Linked DNA regions of Mus musculus: region 2 is linked to region 1. The links are chromatin contacts, called in public HiChIP or PLAC-seq maps. All regions are on one chromosome and are shown on one strand. The core of a region is the stretch at or near the end of the contact, and the rest is flanking DNA. Distances in the headings are between cores, read along the strand shown. Region 1 overlaps Antxr1 (anthrax toxin receptor 1). Region 2 holds the start of Gkn1 (gastrokine 1).

What was found. HiChIP or PLAC-seq counts read pairs in DNA pulled down with a chosen protein or histone mark.
Region 2: an HNF4G HiChIP or PLAC-seq map of pancreatic cancer cells shows a contact between it and region 1. The contact joins the promoter of Gkn1 here to the enhancer-like site in region 1. A contact is called at or near these places in 5 of 39 promoter capture datasets (the 3T3-L1 cell line, the HPC-7 cell line, embryonic stem cells and 2 more), 1 of 115 datasets of contacts at active chromatin or transcription factors (pancreatic cancer cells) and 1 of 9 other capture datasets (adipose tissue).

What each region holds. Positions count from the first base shown.
Region 1 is chr6:87,235,919-87,239,511 of GRCm38.p6, forward strand. All of the region lies in intron 12 of Antxr1 (anthrax toxin receptor 1), which reads right to left. The region is part of intron 3 of Gm38851 (a long non-coding RNA gene); the gene reads left to right. Among named protein-coding and RNA genes, the nearest start is that of Gm38851, 15 kb to the left of the region's middle. Within about 2 kb of position 1,558, at least 21 of the 459 cell types and tissues checked have an H3K27ac peak or open chromatin away from gene starts, as enhancers often do. A contact at or near this core is called in pancreatic cancer cells, where this site is marked.
Region 2 is chr6:87,349,258-87,352,399 of GRCm38.p6, forward strand. Gkn1 (gastrokine 1) reads right to left here and starts at 1,658. Exons shown (of 6, transcript NM_025466.1): 1 at 1,604-1,658; 2 at 1-27. The coding sequence starts at 1,615.

The DNA.
Region 1 (3,593 bases), core at 308-2,807:
CTTCATTCAAAAAAAATTTTATCTGACCAATGACATCACATGTTTTTAAAAAAAATTATTGGTTTTTTTTTTTGGCTAGGCTTATTTTCACATAAATTAGGGAGAAAATAGAAGCGCATTCTCTGTTTATTTCGTGGTTAATTAGACTTAGAGCCTTAGGTAGAACCTTATGTTCCCTTCCTTTCTTTGAAGATTGTGATTTTTTACAATCCTGCAAGAAATGTAAACAAACCCTCACCAGGCGCTCTCAGTTAACCCGCAGTGAGAGTCTGGTGCCATGTCACTTACTGCGTGACAGAACCAAGGGTGGGTACACGTCACGTCCCGGAGAGGAGCAGTTGTAAAGTTGAGAAATGGCCTCAATCAAAAGGCAGCAGGCTTGGAAACAGATGTGATTCGCAGATCTGCAGGGGTCCTGAGCCCTTGCAAAGGCTGCCCTCCTCTGGGCAGAGCCTCTGCTCATTATGTCCCTGCACTTATCGGATATTTTTTTTTTTTAAAGATCACTTTGTGGCATTACCTCCTCCACAGACAGTTTATGGCTCTTTCTGGCCCCCTCCTCTCTGAAATCTTACAGACTTTACACCTGATTCAGGCAACCCGTTCTCTCTGAATACATCCGTGTGTGGGCATGACAGAGCCCAGAGGATACCCGCTGGTGCCATTTCTCAGGTGCTGTCTGCTTCACTCTTTTTGAAAGTGCTTCTCATCCGAGGCACCTGGAACTCTCTAAGTAGGCCAAGCTGGCTGGTGAGTGAGCCAAGGATCTGCCTGTCCCAATCTCTGCACACTGGAGTGTGCACTACCATGCCTGGCTATTTTTTTAGGTGGGTTGAGATCAAACTCAGGCACTGACGGAGTGAGCTATCTCCAGCCTCCCTGTTCTTTAGACATCCTTCAGCCTGGTGGGCCCCTTCCGTCAACAGCAACTTTGCAGATTGTTAACAGGACACTGGATATTCAGTAGCTGTTTAAGAAAATTGGTTGAACAACTTCCCGAATTTTGTCCTCTTTGGGTAAAACATGATAGACTTGTAAAATACCTATTTAAAGGAAGATAATCTTCAATGAAAGCTCCTCAAGGCCCTAAACTGGACTTGCTTTGTACTGAACCAAATCAGAGACGGCTCTCATCCCGAGGCTATAGTCTGGGAAGGAAAGGGTGCAGGCCGGGCAGCCCAGCCTGCGTGTGTTGGAAACCCTGGGGAAAGGGGGTTGAGTATTGACACTCTCTATAGCCAGGCAGCTCTGCAACCTTTACCCTGAGTATAGGAATCTTTTCGTGCTTAAGTGGAAAAAAATCTCTGTCTTGTAAATCTGCATGGAATTTCTACTTCTGGCCAGGGCAGCAGTTTTTCACCGTGGCTCTTGGACACACTTGGGACACACTTGTCCACATGGGCACTGAATAAAGTGAGAAAAGTCTTAGCTTCATATTTTAAAATGAGTTTTGCTTCCAGGTGATGGGCTGGGCAGGCTGGGACTGGCACAGACAGGACTAACCCTTTGCTTAGGCCCCGGGGAGCCTTTCTAATCTAAAAACCACATCCTCTGGACAAACACTAGCCTGAGACTTCAAGTCACCTCTGGATGACCACGCCTTCCACCTTCCACAGAACCTCTGCTTTGCCCCAGGAAGTTTCAGTGTTTAATTAGAGTTTCTGCTTGGGACCTGACGGGGAGTAGAGCTCTGTGTTTGAGCTGGGAGGGTTTTTTTGCCATCTTCTTTGTCTCCTAACCACTGAAGTGTGGCTGAGTGATAGTGTGTATACCATGGTTGTGTCTTTTCATCAGGGTCCCTCCGTTACTCTGGGACCCAGGTTAGGGGACCTGATTCTCTAGAGAGAATCAGTTAGTTCAAACTGTATGTGTAACTGAGGTTGACATTGAATTGAAGATCCTACTGCCTAAGCCTCCAATGGGCTGGGCTTACAGGCATGCACTGTCACATCCAGCTCCCTCAAAAGTTTTGTTTAAGCCTCCATTATAAAACACTTATTGAGTGCTGATTAACTGCCAGGCCTTCTGCATGGTGCAGAGAGCATTTGTGTAATGCTCCTACTAGTGCCAGCAAAGCAAACTCTTAGTGTCTTCTTTTTCTTGGTTAGGAAAGAGAAGTACAGGAGAGATGAATAACCCAGACATGGCTATACAAACAGTAACCAGCAAAGTGATGTCCTAATTTCTCCTCACCCCCAGGTCTCCTCCTCTTCCTGATTTCTTCCTGCCAACTTGTGGTCATGCCATCCACAAGCTCTGGCCTTTGGGGATGTCTCAAGTTCTATATCCAATGTTTTAGGAGACTCCTCAGCCACTGGTTCAACACAGAACCTTTTTCCATAGCCAAGCTGCTCCTATCATTTGCCATCTGCCCACAGAGTGAGCTTTCAAATGCAAGTTAGATCTTGCAGCTCTCCTCCTCCAAAGCCCACGTGCTCACATCCTCCATCCTCGGCCACCCCACTGACTGTGGCTTCCTCATCTAGCCCACAGCTACCCTTCTCACTCCACCTCAGATGCCTCGGGGTCTTAACATTAGGGATTTGGGGTTTGGAAACTTCCACCCTCCTCACCCCTTCTATGGTCCCATAGCTAACTTCCTCACTATCCAGGGCTCTACTCAGATGACCCCTGTTTACACTGGAGCCCACTCACTGAGGTACCAAACCCTCTCATTTAGTTTTTCCCTATCACATAGATTATTTTTTAATACAGTGCAGAATCATTCCTTATGTTTACTGTTCACTCTGTAGCCTCCATCCTCTGTCTACTGGTGCGTCCTAAGTGCCCAGGAGGGAATATCTTGTGATCAATGACTTTGTTAAGTAGGTGAATGAATGGGCTTGTATATCAATTCTTAGGGTGGCAATAATTTTCTTATAGACTAATAGAATAAATATTCTGTAATTTCTTATAGAATAATAGAATAATGTCAAGTGTAAAGGAATGTATTGGGAGATGATTTTAATCAAGAGTCTGTTGAACAGGAGACTTGGTATCATAATCAGACAGAGGTCATTTGAGGAGGAAATGGAGGCTGGAGTGAGATACAGTGGGAATTACTTAAACTCTGCAGCACGTTGGTTGGTAAGGCTACCCTTTCCTCTTCAGAGACACCAATTTATGTTTGTAGCCTTGTATTTTCATATCCCAAGCTTGGTCCAAAGACTGTTCACTTTCCAACCTCCCTTGCCCTTATGGACCCAAGAGTAGTAACTTTTTGTCTATGGTGTGGTCAGACATTCGGGTCCACGCTGCTGGAGCACTAGGAGACTGGAAGGACTCTAGACCCAAGGTCTTAGGTTTGGGTATGTTAATCATTTCCTGTAGGTTGACTGGTTCTAAAAGAGTCAGCTCCCAAGTTCCAGTAGAAGGCATTTTGCTGCCCCCGCACAGCTATCAAATTTGGTAGTGTAATGCTCAGATAGCCAGAAAGGATGGTTGACCAGATGTCCGAGCAAAGACCATTTCTAAGTAGTGACACTCCTCTATGACAACCTTAGTCATTTTGGTCAAGTGAACATTTCCCTTCGTCTAGTCCAGTTACACCGGCTTATTACCACACAGGATGGAGAATGCTTATAAGGAGGTAT
Region 2 (3,142 bases), core at 408-2,907, 110 kb after region 1:
GAGGCCAAGCAGACCCACGACGAACATCTGAAAGCACAGAGAACAGGACTGGTGGTCGCATGGTTTACAGCATCTTCACCAAGCTCATCAGAAATAGTTACTGATTTTACCCATGTGCTAAACCATCTGTGCTTTCTTCTTCCACCTTTTTTTTAAACTACAGAAAAACTTACTGGTAACATAGAATTGCTGAGTTACTGTAATGATATTCATATGTAGTCTTAGAATTTTGACACTGAATTTCAGACACTGAAAACTGATGAAGAAAACATAAAATTAGTGCATGGCACAGTGTAATGAAAGCCCTGAAAAGGTTTTTTTCCTTAGTCTGGAACGTGTTCTTCCTAGCAGAAGGAATCCTGTTTTTATTGTCTTAGTAGGTTAAGCATTTCTACTATATTTATTTTCAATGCAAGAGAGTTAAAATCGGTCTCTTAAAAAGCCAGATGTGAGCCAGACATGGTGGCGCACGCCTTTAATCCCAGCGCTCAGGAGGCAGAAGCAGGCGGATTTCTGAGTTCGAGGCCAGCCTGGTCTACAAAGTGAGTTCCAGGACAGCCAGGGCTACACAGAGAAACCCTGTCTTGAAAAACAAAACAAAACAACCCAAAAAGCCAAATGTGGAGGGAGTTTTTGAGCATGATGTTATCTCCTGTAAATGAGGCAGCTAAAGGACTGTAAAGGACCCTAGACCAGTAGTTCTCCACCTGTGGGTTGTGACCCCTTTAAAGGTCAAACAACCGTTTCTTAGGTTATCTGGTATCTTGCATATCAGATATTTACATTACAACTCATAATGGTAGCAAAATTACAGTTATGCAGTAGCAATGAAAGTAATTTTATGGCTGGGAGTCACGACAACGTGAGGAACTGTATTAAAGGGTCACAGCATTAGGAAGGTCGAGAATCACTCCTCTAGACAGAACTAGAAGAGAAACGCAGCCCTCTGGCCTGTGCTTGGAGTTCCCCACCCAACCTGTTCTGAGGTGGACGCTTCTTGGTCATAGTTTACATTTCCAATTCCATAAATTCATATGATTCATAAAGCAGCGCCAATAGAGTATGCTGAAATTGAATATGTGCACTCTGTTTGAGCCTCTGTATCCTAGGACTTCAGTGGGGAAACTGAGATAGCTTCATCCCCAGAGACTTTCTCCAAGAAATGCTTGCACAGGGCCCAAGGACCGTTGTTTTCATGTTAACAGCCAAGAGTGTTGAAGACTAGTTTTGACAACAGTGATCTTCCAGTCTGACCGGAACATGCCCAGAACTGGTAAAAGTGGAAATCATGGATAAGAAAGGAGAAATCAGAAATAAGAAAGAGATCAAGGCTAAGAAAGACTCTTTCTGGAGCCCAGAGACTGCTCGTCTTAAGTAGAACCTTGGAACAGATGGTGTGAAAGACAATTCTACAGTATTCAGCCTGTGACAGGCTCTTCCGGGGCAATTCTTCTTCTCTATGGACATGCTTGTAAACACCATGATTCCATGAAAAGGAAGGAGAATATTTCCACTATGGTAACAGTGCCGTAAGAGTCAGACCCCCTCACCCCTGACTATTAATGTTGTATGGTGCTGCATTGAAAAGGAAGATCTGACTTACTGTGAGCTTCATGGCGGCAGGAGTGTGGTGGAGCAGAGGATCAGGCGGCGTGCTCACAGACATTCAGCCCTCTGCTATTTGTACCTGACCAGCTTTGCTCAAGCTAGGTGTGCTCAGGTGGAGTCCACGGCTTATCTGCTTCCCTCTCCTGTATCTGTGGAGCTGCAGAGGCCCGGAAGCCTTTAGCTGCCTGCTCAGTAGGGCCCTTAGGCAGGAGGCCTCTGACTCATCCTCTGACGAAGGTATCTCAGTAAACTCTACACGGTTTGTGATAAGTTCTGGAATATGGAAGCCATGGGTGTGGGTATTTTACGTATTGCTGCTGCTCAGATTCAGGAGAAGAGTAATCCCTAAACCAAACATGGCCTTAGATGAGATCTGTGTGTACACCTGCCCTTCCTGGTACTGGCTCCTATGGGAATGCGGGAATGGTTTCTTCTCCTTCCCTTTACCCAGTCCTATTGTAAGCTTTCTCCAGCTCCTTCCACCCTTATTTCCCCCTCTCTATGCTTCTTGACCATGCTCAAGTCATACTGAAAACTTTTTAACAAAACCAGTGGTTGGGGGATGATGTTCTTAGCTGTGAAAGGAACTCCAAGGAAGGAAACTGGCCCTTGCACCCTGGCCAGATGTTTCCTTGAGGAATTGTCTGGCCTCGAAGCCAGTGCAGCTTTCCAGCCATGTCACTAGCAGCTGGCACCAAAGCCATCTCCCATCATTCATTCCTGGGTTTCTCAGTGGGTTAGAGCTCTGGGGGCTGTTGGCAGCACCATCTTGCCATCTACATATCTAGCAACTAAACCTTGCCCTTACATCTCACCAACAGCTCTCCACTCCAGCCTTGGTCAAGGCACTTCCTGATGGACTTTTACCAGAGTTGTAGGACCAAGCCTGCCTTATCCCAGGACTCAGATATTTCAATGAATGTCCTCCATTTTTCCCAGGGTTCTCCCCTAGAATATGGAAAATAAGTAAACATTAATTTCCGGAGCGTAGAAACATTCACTGGCAGTCCATGAGAAAAATCTCAAGCTCATTGGAATGGCATCTTGGGATCCTAAAGGGGTTTCCTGTTTCCCCAGCTACCAGCGTCTGAGATGCCCGGCACCTGCCTTCCAGCCACACCAATTTTCCCACACTCTGATTCCATTCAAGGCATCCCATGGGAACTCAGCCTTTCATGCCCCGCTCTTCTCCTGGACTGTTAGTTGGCAATGTTTTTGGTTTTCTTTTTTTAAGTTCCTCACTGCTTCGGACACCAGACCTTCTTCACTTTCTACGTGGAAACTTCTTTCACTGCCTCTGGGCCCTATCAAGGAACTCTGTCTTCTTATTTGCCTCTAGAACAACAGTTCTCAACCCTCCTGAATGCTGCGACCCTCTAACATAGTGGTGACCACAACCATAACGTTATTTTGTTCCTACTTCCTAACTAATTTTGCTACTGTTATGAATCATAATGTAAATAGCTAAGATGCAGGATATCTGATATGTGACCCCTGTGAAAGGGTCGTTCAACCCCCCCAAAGGGCTCATGGC